Linked DNA regions of Mus musculus: all the other regions are linked to region 1. The links are chromatin contacts, called in public Hi-C and promoter capture Hi-C maps. All regions are on one chromosome and are shown on one strand. Each heading gives the region's core, a stretch centred on a gene start, on an enhancer-like site or on the middle of the called end of the contact. The rest is flanking DNA. Distances are from core to core; before and after follow the strand shown. Region 1 holds the start of Znhit1 (zinc finger, HIT domain containing 1). Region 2 holds the start of Baz1b (bromodomain adjacent to zinc finger domain, 1B). Region 3 holds the start of Ap4m1 (adaptor-related protein complex AP-4, mu 1).

The links. A called contact is a pair of places that touch in the nucleus more often than the background predicts. Capture Hi-C pulls out chosen DNA fragments and counts their contacts.
Region 2: a contact with region 1 is called in a promoter capture Hi-C map of liver, with 2.2 times the contacts expected there. The contact joins the promoter of Baz1b here to the promoter of Znhit1 in region 1. A contact is called at or near these places in 2 of 39 promoter capture datasets (liver and pre-B cells) and 1 of 9 other capture datasets (liver).
Region 3: a Hi-C map of CD8 T cells shows a contact between it and region 1, with 3 times the contacts expected there. The contact joins the promoter of Ap4m1 here to the promoter of Znhit1 in region 1. A contact is called at or near these places in 3 of 39 promoter capture datasets (3T3-L1-derived adipocytes, liver and pre-B cells), 3 of 484 Hi-C or Micro-C datasets (CD8 T cells, erythroblasts and regulatory T cells), 1 of 115 datasets of contacts at active chromatin or transcription factors (astrocytes) and 1 of 9 other capture datasets (liver).

Annotation. Positions count from the first base shown.
Region 1 is chr5:136,984,934-136,988,894 of GRCm38.p6, reverse strand. It overlaps Znhit1 (zinc finger, HIT domain containing 1), which reads left to right and starts at 1,991. Exons shown (of 5, transcript NM_001310747.1): 1 at 1,991-2,084; 2 at 3,846-3,961. The coding sequence starts at 2,063. Plod3 (procollagen-lysine, 2-oxoglutarate 5-dioxygenase 3) reads right to left here and starts at 1,876. Exons shown (of 19, transcript NM_011962.3): 1 at 1,092-1,876; 2 at 687-778; 3 at 424-560; 4 at 160-323; 5 at 1-12. The coding sequence starts at 1,209.
Region 2 is chr5:135,185,214-135,189,174 of GRCm38.p6, reverse strand. Baz1b (bromodomain adjacent to zinc finger domain, 1B) reads right to left here and starts at 1,852. Exons shown (of 19, transcript NM_011714.2): 1 at 1,419-1,852. The coding sequence starts at 1,525.
Region 3 is chr5:138,170,309-138,174,269 of GRCm38.p6, reverse strand. It overlaps Ap4m1 (adaptor-related protein complex AP-4, mu 1), which reads right to left and starts at 2,249. Exons shown (of 15, transcript NM_021392.4): 1 at 2,022-2,249; 2 at 1,833-1,921; 3 at 1,377-1,483; 4 at 1,202-1,298. The coding sequence starts at 2,079. Mcm7 (minichromosome maintenance complex component 7) reads left to right here and starts at 2,387. Exons shown (of 15, transcript NM_008568.3): 1 at 2,387-2,544; 2 at 3,874-3,953. The coding sequence starts at 2,514.

The DNA of each region.
Region 1 (3,961 bases), core at 742-3,241:
AGCCGATGAATCCTGGGGGGGTGGCAAGCAGAAGTGAGTTAGACCTCCCGAGACTGCCAGGGTCCCCGACTCAAGCACCCAGAGCATGCAATGCCCGCTCCACTGGGGGAGGGAGAGATAGAGAGGGGACAAGTCTGTCTTGGGAACTCGGCCACTCACCACCAGAGTTGAGGAAGCGCTTCCCCATGCCCACCTCAGGGTACTGCTCTGCCAGCCCCCACTCAGGCCAGCAGAAGCTCTCAGCAGAGAACAGCAGATGACTGCCACTCTGAACAAACTTCTTCAGCAGCTCTGTCGGGCTGCTTGCCAGAATCACGTCGTAGCTGGGCAAGAAAAGGGGAAGACGAGAGCCAGGAGGAACCTCAGTCTCTTTTTCTCTCTCCATAACCAGTTTCCCACTCTTTCCACCCCAGCCCTCCTTACCTGTCCACAAACATGATGATCATGTCTTTCTGATCTGCATATTTCTCCATTTCCTTCTTGAGCCACCTGACCTTCTGGCCTCCACCAACTGTTCGAGCCACATCACCCCCTCGCCACTCCTGTCCCAGGCCCAGGGTCTGCAGGAAAGATCCCACCCCCACGCAGCGGAAGAGGTTCAGCTGGCCAAGATGAGGAAACAGGACCAACCCCCACGACCCCTGCCCTCTCCCGCTGGAATTTCTCCCATGGGTCCCCCCACTCACCCGTACAGTGTAGTTAAAGAACTCCGCAGACTGCAGAAAACGCCGGTACCCCTCTGTCTCTGCCGTAGCCACAGTGATCACCAGCAATTTGTCTGTCATAGCCAGAGAACTGGCACTTAAGACACGGCTTAGTGTCCCACGTGTTTATCCCTCTGTATCACCCCCGACACACACACACACACACACACCTCCATATTACTTCACTAAAGTTCTTTCAGCACATTTGATCTCCAGAAGAGTCGGGTGAGAGTAACATACACGAATGGGGGCTGGGGTGTTCCTGTCTGTCTGGGGAGCCTGGAACCCCAAGTTCTGCATGAGAGGCTAATGCACTGGGAAGGCTGGACACTCCCTTCCAGGCTGGCGGACGTGTCGACCCTGCCCACTGGCCGCCCGGGTTCTCACCTGGGTTGACAGCATTGGCGCCCCGGGGTCGATCGGAGGCAGAAGTTACGGGGGGCAGCGGCGGCAGCAGCAGCAGGAGCAGGAGCAAAAGCCGGGGTTCCGGGCCTGCCGCAGCCATGGCTAGCAGCACGCTTAGGCTACACCCAGGCCCGCACCGGCGCTGAGCTGAGCGCCTGGATTCCGACGCCCCGGGAAGATTCTGGGAAAAGGGGAAACCGAGCCCGCTGAGAGGAGGAGCTGTGCTCGGGACTCCGCCCTGGAAAAAAGGCGTAACCCGAGGCCACCGAAAACCCGAGATGCAGACGGCGAGACAAGGCAAGGATTGTCCCGCGGGCGCGGGCTGGAGGGTGGGGAGGAGCCGAGGGTCCGGTCCTGGGCACTGCCTGACTCACACCGGAGCAACCGAATCCCCCCGGGAGGGGAAGTGACCTTTTGAGGAGGGTCCAGGCGACGCGGGGGCGGGTCTTGACCACAAGTCTGACCCGGAGGAACACAGGACAGCAAGGCCTGGGGTGGCGCGCGGCGGGGGCGACGGGCCCGGAGGGGCCGGGAAGCCGGAGGCGGGATCGCGCGGACATCCTCGTGGGTCTGGGTTCAACAAAGCCACCGAACCTGCCTATCCTGTCCCGCAGCGCGGGGACACGCACCGGGGATGCAAAGGGCACAGGGACAAGAGCGCTCCCCTAAAGACCACCCACGCCAGTTTTTAAAAAGTGACCATTTGCAGGCGGCTCTCAGATTTTTTTTTTTGGGTAACCACAATGCGACCGGAATTAGGTTTGCCCCTATCAAAGATGGCGGAAAGCGAAAGCTTGCTGATCTCCAAGGGAACATCACGTAATGACTTCAAGCGGGAGGGGAAAGACTGCGCACGCGTATGTGTGCACGCCACCGGAAGGGGTGTGCTCAGAGCAAGGGTCGGTGGTTAGTACGCGTGCGCAGTAGGCTCTTCTGTCAACTGTGTTGCGCCAATGGTGGAGAAGAAACCCGCCGGTATGTGAGCCTTGAGTGGTTCGCCCTTTTGTGCTTCCCAAGTTCAAATTCAGCCTAACATCTCCCCGCCTAGCTTTTCACGTCAATTACCTTCGCTCAGTGTTGGGGCAGTCTCGGAACCATTAATTCGTGTTTTGTGACTGCTTGCTTCAGCAGACGTTGGGGATGGAGAGGATGTGTTGTCTCTCCAAAGCCCGGGTGCTATGAGCAGTGGTACTCACCTCGGCTTCTGGATTGTTTTGCTTTTGTTTTTTTTTTGTTTTTTGTTTTTTTCTTCGAGACAGGGTGCGTACCCTTGGCTGTCCTGGAACTAGCTCTGTAGATTAGGCTGGCTTGGAACTCACAGAGATCTGCCTGCCTCTGCCTCTACACTGCTGGGATTAAAGGCGTGCGCCACCATCGCCCCACTTTCCTCCAGCTTCTGGATGTTGGATGGAGGGAACAGAGAAACTTAGGAAATCAAAGGGCTTGGCTTTGGGTACTACACAAACACGTGCACACACACACACGAACATACACACTTCATTCCTTCCTTTCTCTCTTTTTTTAATGTAGCCTAGGCTGCCTATGTAAATTAGGCTGGACCTCAGCCTCTTGGTGTCCTGTAGTCCTGAAGTCTGTGGTTTGGGGGAGTTCTGGTTTGAGACTGGCATGTTATGGGAAACCCAGCACCAGGAATGGGCAGGTGAGATGGTGCATGCAGTAGGTAAAGTTGCTTGCTGCCAAGCCTGACTACTTGAGTTCAGTCCCCAGGATCCACATGATAGGAGAAAAGGCTTCCATACAGTGTCCTCTGATCTCTGCACGTGTACTGCAACACCTACATGTGCACAGAAACACTCAGAATAAATGCACTTTTTGAAGAAAGATAGAAATACAAGAAAAAGAGGTCAGAGATGAGCCCCTGCTGATAGGGTGTTGTCCAGCATGCCCAAAACTCTTGCTCCATCCCCAGCATCACATAAGCCTGGTGTGGCTGTGCACAGGAGGTCATCCCAGGCCAGCCTGGGCTTCCTGAGATCCTATTGAAGGTTGTGGGGGTGAGAAAGGGACAGGCCAAAGAGCGCTATCAATTAAAGAAAAAGGACAGGCAGAAGCAGCCTCGAGAGCAAGAGAGGAGACAAAATGTCGGGATAGGAAATATATCCAACAAGATAGGGGGACATCTGGGAGCCACACTGGGGAGACTTTTAGTCCAAGGAAGGTAGTCGGTGCAGTCACAGGGCACAGGCATGCGTCTCAGGCTGAAGGAACATTCTAGAAATGTACACTGGATTTTGCCCTACTGAATCACAGGTCTTGAGAATATGGAGGCCAGAAGTCAATACTGTGTCAATTCTCAAAGGCGCTCTTTATTTTAATTTGTGTATGTGTGCTGCTCTGTGCAGGTGAGTGTAGGTATCCATGAAGGACAAAAGAGGCAGTTGGAATTACAGAAAGTTGTGAGCCACCCTCATGGCTGCTGGTCCTGGGTCCTGGAAACAGCTGTAGCACTCTGCAAGAGCAGGGAGCGCTGTTAACCACTGAGCCCTCTCTCCAGCTGCAATTTATTGTGTCTCCAGTTATTGCTGGGACTGGGAGGACTTAGAGGCAGCATAAAGGGCCGAAACAAGCTTGCCAAGCTGGAAGAAAGCAGGGTGAAGATCTGGGAATTCCTCACAGCATAATGAAGGGGCCGAGGCGAGGAGACTGGGGCTCTAGGCAACGGCAGTGCAACTTTCCTCCTGTCTTGACCCCGGTAACTCTCTTTGCCCCATCTAGTTCGCTCCCAGGACCCTGGACAGCGGCGGGTGCTGGACAGGGCAGCCAGGCAGCGGCGGATCAACCGACAGCTGGAGGCATTGGAGAATGACAACTTCCAGGATGACCCCCATGCC
Region 2 (3,961 bases), core at 603-3,102, 1.8 Mb after region 1:
AAATAAAAAACCAGAGGGCCCAGGATGGAGCTTACTAATAGTGCAGGGCCCTACGGTAAATTCCCCAAATATTGAGGAAAGGAAGGGGAGTAAAAGTATCCTAAATATTCAGAACATTTTATTAAATCTACACAGGTGATCGGCAATTCCATCACTTGGGAAGTTAGGAAGGAAAACGTCACACTTAGCTTCCAACACCTACCTTAGACATCAACCTAGGTTACAAGACAATTAAAAATGAAACAACAAAAAACAAAGCAGGAAAGAGGCAAAGGCCAAGAGCAAACTGAAATACTTCACTTGAATCCTTCCTGCTCTTACCTAATCTTTCCAAAGGAAAAGGGGTGGTAAAGATAGCAGGACAGGCAAGTTTGGTAAGGAAACTTAGCTTTTTAAAAAACAAATAAGCCTTAAAAGATTCAACATTCCCCCTACCGGGGGCGGGGGGGGGGGGGGGGGAAGTACTACAACTTTTAACTAAGAGGCTATGCTTGGTCAAGAAATCTTAAAGTAATGATTGGAAATGCTGACTTTGTATTCTAAAACACCAGTTTCACGTACCAGAGAGAGAGAGAGAGAGAGAGAGAGAGAGAGAGAGAGAGAGAGATTGAGAGACAGAGAGACAGGCAGACAGACAGACAGGATCGGGAATGCAGTGTCCAGCCTCTCTGAGTTCGAGGCCAGCCGGTGCTACATGAAGCGCTCCCTCAAAAAAAAAAAAAAAAAAAAAAAGACGGAAAAATGAAACTTCTAAGTGTCAAACTTCTGTGTTCTCTAGGAAATAAATGGCCACCAGAACCATCAATGTACCTTTCTGCTCCTTCCCATCTTCAGTGGGTAAAAAGTTAATGCCAGGTTTTGTGATTTACGGTTCTGTCAGTTCATCCCTGGCCTAAAGTCCACTCCGGAGGAGAAAAACAAAACCCACAAGCCACATCAGTGTCCCCGCACAGCCCACTCAAGACGCAGTAGAGGCTTGCACAAGCCGGATCACGCGGCTGCGCCGGTACAATTTCAAAAACTTAAACTTGACGGTTTCATTTCTATGAAAGGAGAGAGAAATAAAATGCGCAAAGGGAACCCGGCTACCCTCCCTAGTCATTTAGGGCCCGAAGCCAAGTTGGGGAGGAGGGGATTGGTGTTGCGATCACCACCGAGGCCCCGGGGACAAAGTAAGGGGAAAAGGGATGGAGGCGCGCGGTTCCGGGAAGGACGGCTGGAGACGGCCCGGAGGGATCTCGCCGCGGAGCTCCCAAGCCCGGGTAAAGCAGGGCCCCGGGCATCACGGCCCGCGGACGGCCCCGTGCGGTGACAGCTGCCCCGCGAGCCGCGCGCGGCCCATTCGCATCTCGCCATCTCCATCCCTCGCCCTGCGCAGCCGCGGCCGAGCGTCCACACCGCGCGCGGAGAAAGGATACTCCCGGGTGCGGAAGGCCTCCTGAGTGTGCGGGATGGTGAAGAGCGGCTCCTCTCCGGGCAGCGGTTTCACCAGCGGGAAGGGCTTGCGGCCCAGCAGCGGCGCCATCGCGGCGGCGCCGGCAGGGGACGGAGCGCCGAAGGCTCGGCCGCTCTGCTGCGCAGCGCTAGGCCCCGGCAGCCCCGGGGCGAGCGAGCGAGCGAGGCGCCTGGCTCCCGGGGCGATGGGGGAGGGGAGGGGTGAGAGGGCGGCGCGAACTCCGGCTTCCCTCAGAGCTGGCGGGACCGCGCCACGGCCATGGAAGCCAGGGGGACGCCTCGAGGGGAGAAAACGGAGAGATTCTCCTCGCCCCTTCCGGCGCCTTTCACCTCACGCCGATCTCCGCCGCGGCGGCCGCCAGTCACGACTCCTCTCCAGCGGGCACGGGAGGAAATTATTGAAAAATGGCGGGAGATTCCCTTCCTCCCCCCCGCTGCCGGGCCAGCGCACAGACTAACTTGCTTCTCCGTGGCGCCCTGGGGCGGAGGCTCCGATAGGCGGAGGGCTCGTCGGCCTTCGCAGCCTATTGGCTCAGAGAGGCTGCCGCTCCGAGGTCGAGTCCCGCCCCCTGGGCTCCAGCCGCGAAGTTGAGTTGCAGCGCAGCAGAGGGCAGTCTGAAAAGGTGAAAGGTCACGTTATGTAAGAGCCGGGGACGGGCGTGCGGGCCTCCAGTGGCGGACTTCAAAAGTAATGGGACAGCAGTAGGAGGGGGAGGACGAAAAGCGGAAGACTCAAAGAGGTCAGAGCAAAAAGCCCTGTCACTGATACAGACATTGCGCCATCTGTCACCGACGGCGACACCGACATCCGGGCACTCACTGTCCGTGTGCTGCGCCGGAGGGGGGAGGGGGAGCGCGCGGCCAGGGGCTTTGTCTTTCCACTCGCGCTCCGCCCCCCTTCTTAAAGGGGCCGCGCTCGGCCACGCCCGGGGATGCGCGGGTGGAGCTGTACTGGGCGGGAAGTAACTCAGGCCCTCTCCAAACTGAAGTTCCGCATTGGGGCGACTAGGACCCCAACCTTCCCCGACGCGGCATCACTGTAATTGAGAAATGGAGATTAACAGCCTGTTTTTTAAGGACTACAGGGAAGGATAATGAAGAACTTTCTTTAAAAATATGTGGAGGAAGAGCCGCAGAGCAGACTCAGGGGCTAAGATCTTGTACTCGTTCAGAGGACCCAAGTTCAATTCTTAGCTCCCACATCGGGTAGCTGGAACCTGCCTCCGGCTGCAGCTCCAGGAGTTCCCATTCCTCTTGCCTCCTCAGGTGCACGTACTCACGTGCACGTAACATCCCCCACCACGTGTGCACACATACACAATTTAAAAATAAATCTTGAAAGTAAAATAAACGGAAGAATAATAAAGAAGGTTTTCTGTATGTACATATGTAAAAGACTATATTCATTCATATATATGTGTGTGTATATATATATATGTGTGTGTGTATATAGTGCAACTAAGTGATGCAGGTTTTTGAAGCTGGACGGTCCTAAGTGAGTTTGTGACTAACCTGGGCTACAGTCTTACAGGCTGAATAGCAAATCCCTATAACAATAAATAAATAAAGCTATGTTAGAAAACATATGTATTAAGCTCATGGGGCTGGAGAAGTGACTCCGCATGCAATTAAGAGTTCTTCCAGAGATTCTGGGTCTGATTCACAGTTTTTGTGTTGGAGGATCACAATCGCCTGTGACTCCAGAGCAGTAGATTCTTGCAACCCTGTATACATACCCCCCCCATACACATAATTTAAAATAAAAATAAATGTACTATTAAAAAAGATGGGCCTAAAGGGATGGCTTAAGGTTAACACATACTGCTCTTGCAGAAGACCTGAGTTGGATTCCAGCATCCACATGCAATGGCTCTCAACCATTACTAACTCCAGTTCAAAAGGTCAAAGACGCTCTAGCGCCCTCTTTTGGTCTCTGAAGGCATGTGGGCATGCCTTCACACCCCCACTCCACCCCCACCTCTTCACATAAATAAGTACATAGTGAGACTCTGAAACCAACAATAACAATAATAAATTTAAATGTATAGTTCATTAATTAAAATCCTATTAAAGGATATGTATGTATAAATAAATAAACGTTGGGGCCAGAGATATGACTCAAAATTAAGAGTACTGGCTACTCTTGCTGGGAACTAGAGTTTGAGTCCCAGCACCCACATGGTGGCTCACAACAATCTGTAAGTTCAGTCCCAGAGGATCTGACACTCTCTTCTGGTCTCCTTGGGCACTGTACACATGTAGGGCACAGACACACAGGCAAAACATACATTCACACACAGACACACACACAAGAAAATAATAGTAAAAGCTGGAGAGTTGAGGATCTGATACTAGGTGGTCGTGAAGATCAGAATGCCAGCACTGGGAAGGAGAGGCAACTTGTCAGGCAGGACTATGGCCTATCATAAAGGGGGTGGAGTAGGGACAGGAAGCAAAAGAAGGAAAGGAGAAATGAAAGAAAAAAGGGAAGGTAAAGAAAAATGCG
Region 3 (3,961 bases), core at 1,000-3,499, 1.2 Mb before region 1:
TGCACCACTATGGCTGGCTTCTATTTTTATTTTGAGACAAGGTCTCATGTAACCCTGGCTGGCCTCCAACTCACTATGTCGACTGGGAATGCCTCAAAAATCAAACTGATCCATCTGCCTCTGGATGCTGGTATATTAAAGGCACGCACCACCATGACCAGCAAAGGACTCTGTCTTGAACAAGGTAGAAGGTCAGGACCAATACCCGATATTGTCCAACAGGAAAGAGAAGGACACACAGGTGGAGAAACGGAGCCAGGGAGACAGACAGACATCCTGTGAGATAGCTCTGCTGGTGCTTGCTATCAAGCAAGCCAACCTTAGTTCAATCCCAGGGACCTAGACAGTATGTTGGTTGGGAACACGCAAAAGAAACTTATTTTAAATAAAATCATTTCATTTTTAGACTCCATTTAATCATAAGGAGAAGCTAAATTCAAGATCCCAGGCTCTGGGGGAGCTGAGGACTTCCCAATAGCTGAACGGCTTCTGTTGTAAATAGTTGCCTGAGTCCAGACATCTTTTTTTTTTTTTCCCCAAGACAAGGGTTTCTCCGTGTAGCCCTGGCTGTCCTGGAACTCACTTTGTAGACCAGGCTGGCCTCAAACTCAGAAATCCACCTGCCTCTGCCTCCCGAGTGCTGGGATTAAAAGCGTGTGCCACCACTGCCCAGCTGAGTCCAGACATCTTAGGAACAACTTGTACAGTTGTCTGAGTCCCGCCATCTTAGGGACAGCTGGTAAGAGAACAGCTGTTTGAGTTCAGACACCTCAAGGACAACTTCTCCATCTTGCTGGCAAGATCAACTAAGCTCGTGTTCTCAAGCCCAGAAAACTACTCCTAATCTGATTGGTCAAAGTTCCCTTGCTCAACCCCTTATGTCAAAATATGATTGGACAGTGCTACAGCTCACCCCACTCCCCTCCACTTTGTGGTGTCAGCCTTTAACTGCTAGGCAAGTTCAGGAGTCTGTTCTACAGCCCTGACTGATCAGTACTGGCTTGATTACAATACCTTTTTGTCATCTGCATTGACCTAGTGCTTGAGTTATGGTGGATCTATATTGGATTTAGCAGATTCTACAACAAGTAGAAGATACCTGATCTCCACACATGTGCAGTGATGTGGGCAAATACACACACACACACACACACACACGTGAATAAATAAACTTAAAAAGACCAAAGTTTTTGGGCTTTACCAGCACTTCATCCAGGAGTTCGTAGACAAGCGCCACATTGCGTGAGATGGTTCCCTCATTGAGTGAGCCACAGTAGTCACCCAAGAGAGTGGCTAGCCTAAGGAAACACAGCAAATTATGTGTGAATAAACCTCACACGCCCTCCTTCTTAAGTGCCTGTCCCAACTCTACTCACCGGGAAAGCAGCTCCAGAAGGCTGAAAGGAGAGACGTTTTCTAAGGTTGTGGCCACCAAATAGAGCCCACTGTGTCTGATGTGAATAAAATGACGATCACCGTGATACTGAGGCAGAGTTGAGGACAGAGGCCATTAAGAAAAGACCAGAATTGTAGTAAGGAAACCTGCAAGATGGCACCCTGAGGTCTACTAGTGATGGGCGATGCCCCAGATCTAAGACCTGGCCGCCTAACGTGGAAAGGTAGTATCTACCTCTCAAAGTTGTTGATAGTCAAAAAATAGGGTGCATGGCTCTGTAACTGGCTTCTTGTTAGTACTCAAAACATTTATAAACAAATCCTCCCCACACACACACCCCCGCCCCCAAGCTTCCTACCAAGCTGCCCTTGACAGGGAGGAGGCACTCACCCACCTCCACAGTTCTAAGGCCCTGCACACCAACCACAGTAGTTACCATGACAACCGGGGACTCGCCTCCAGGCAGTCCCGTCAGCTTCCGGTAGAAGAGCTCTGCCACATCACGACCACCACTGTCCCCGCGGACTAGCCAGGTGGAAAGATAGTTAAGGAACAGGCGACACAGACTGATCTGGATTCGATTTCTACCCAGCTACCCTACCCCGTCTCCCGGGTCAAAGGATACAGTCTTTATAGATGAGCGGATCCCCCTTGGAAGACAGAATGAAGAACTGGGAAATCATGGCGGTTCTGGAGGATAGACGAGAACACGGTGAAAGTTGAACCCACCCCGCCTTGTGGACGCGGAACAAAAGGCCGCACGGAGGCTGGCGCTTTAAGAAACACTCCTCCCACACACACACTCGCGAGCATTAATTTCGAACCGCGGGAAACAGGGTGTCCAACCCGCCAGGATCTGGCAATCTTTCAACGGCCCGCCCTCAAGCCCCTTGTCATTCAATCTAGACTCGTCCATTGATTGGTTAAAGTTAGGGGCTGGCAGCAGTTGGGAACCCCCTATCTGATTGGCGGGTTCTCAGCCGCACGGGTCACATGGGTGACGACGTTTCGCGCCAATTTCGGTTGGCCGGCTACGTCCCGCCGCGCGTTCGTTTTCTGCTTCCCCAGAGAGAGATTTTTGAGCCCTTCAAGTCCTGCCACACCGTCCCCGGCAGCGATGGCGCTTAAGGACTACGCGATCGAAAAAGGTGAAGATCTATAGGGCTGGGGGCGGCGTCCTCGGAGGGAAACTTCTACCTGCACCTGTTGAGGGGTGCTGGAGTCTTGGGGTCGGGCGGGGGAGGGGGAGTGAGCCGGGATCTGTGACTCCGAGGACAGGCGAACTGCGCCTGCAATAAGCAGTGGGCGTCAAGGATGGAGGAAGCAATCCTCCTTGGAAAAGGTGATGTGTTTGTGTTATGGAGAGAACCCAGTGGAGTCCACAAAGGAGGGGCGCGCTCGGTAGAGACCGGGTGACTTGGTTCAATGCATTCAATACGTGACCCAAGGGACTAGGTTACTGGGCCAGCCTCTGCTGCTCGGGGCGCTAGCGAATTCCCGCGTCCACTGGAGACTGGCCGAAGTCCAGAGGCGGGGCTTGCCAGACCGCTACGCGCCGCGATTGGTTGTTTTCGGCCGCCCTCCAAGCGGAAGTAGAGGCGGGCGGAAGTGGCGCTACCCGATCTTGGGACTGTCGTGTGTAAACAGTGTCCTTCCGCGCGGTGGCCTCGGAGATAGCTGCAGTAGGTAGGGGCGTGCCTAGAATTGGGAGGCTAAGCGCCCGGTGGCGAAAGGTGGCAGTGTGGTGGACCCGAATGGCCCTTTGGCGTTCTGGCCAATCCCCGCTCGGCCACCCGTCTCGGGCGGAGGAATCCTGGGCTGTGAGGCGGCTGGAATCTGGGCCCATGTGCTTCTTTGTTTACTAAGAGCGGAAGCAGTGGCGGGAGCCGGGCATGAGTGCAGAGGAGGCCTAGTGGCGGACGTCCTGGCGGGAGCCTAAGAAAAAGAGTTGTACTGGTAGAGCGAGAGCCGAGGACCTTAAGTCGATTGGGAGCGAGCTGAGAGAATTGAAGAAACTGAGATTCCTAATTAAGACAGAGTGTGGAATTCTCTTGGGAAGGTTGGGTAAGACTCTTGTAGCTGCCCGAAGACCTATATTCTTCTCTGTGTAAAAACGGACTTGTGAAAAGGAACACTGCCTACTTTGGGGAGAACTTGGTCGATTTGTTTTCAATGTTCATTTAACTAACTAGTTCATAGGTTTCGTCTTAAGTGAAAGTGGGTTTCTTAGGTTTCTGTTAAGAGTTTGAAATAAAGAATCTAAAAGGAAAGTTGATTGTTTATTTTATTTATTTTTACATTATTTTGTTACATTATTGTGTGTGTGAGATCGCACGGGCATATCATAGTGCTGGACACCCGCAGGACTCTGTTCTCTTCCAACCTGTGGGTGGGCCCTAGGGATTGAACTCTAGTCCTTGGCAGCAGTGGTCTTTACACCTCACTGCAAAGACTTGGTTTTTATTTTATATTTGTAGAAAAAGTTAAGAAGTTCCTCCAAGAGTTTTATTACGAGAATGAGCTTGGAAAGAAGCAGTTCAAGTATGGGACCCAGTTGGTAAGTCT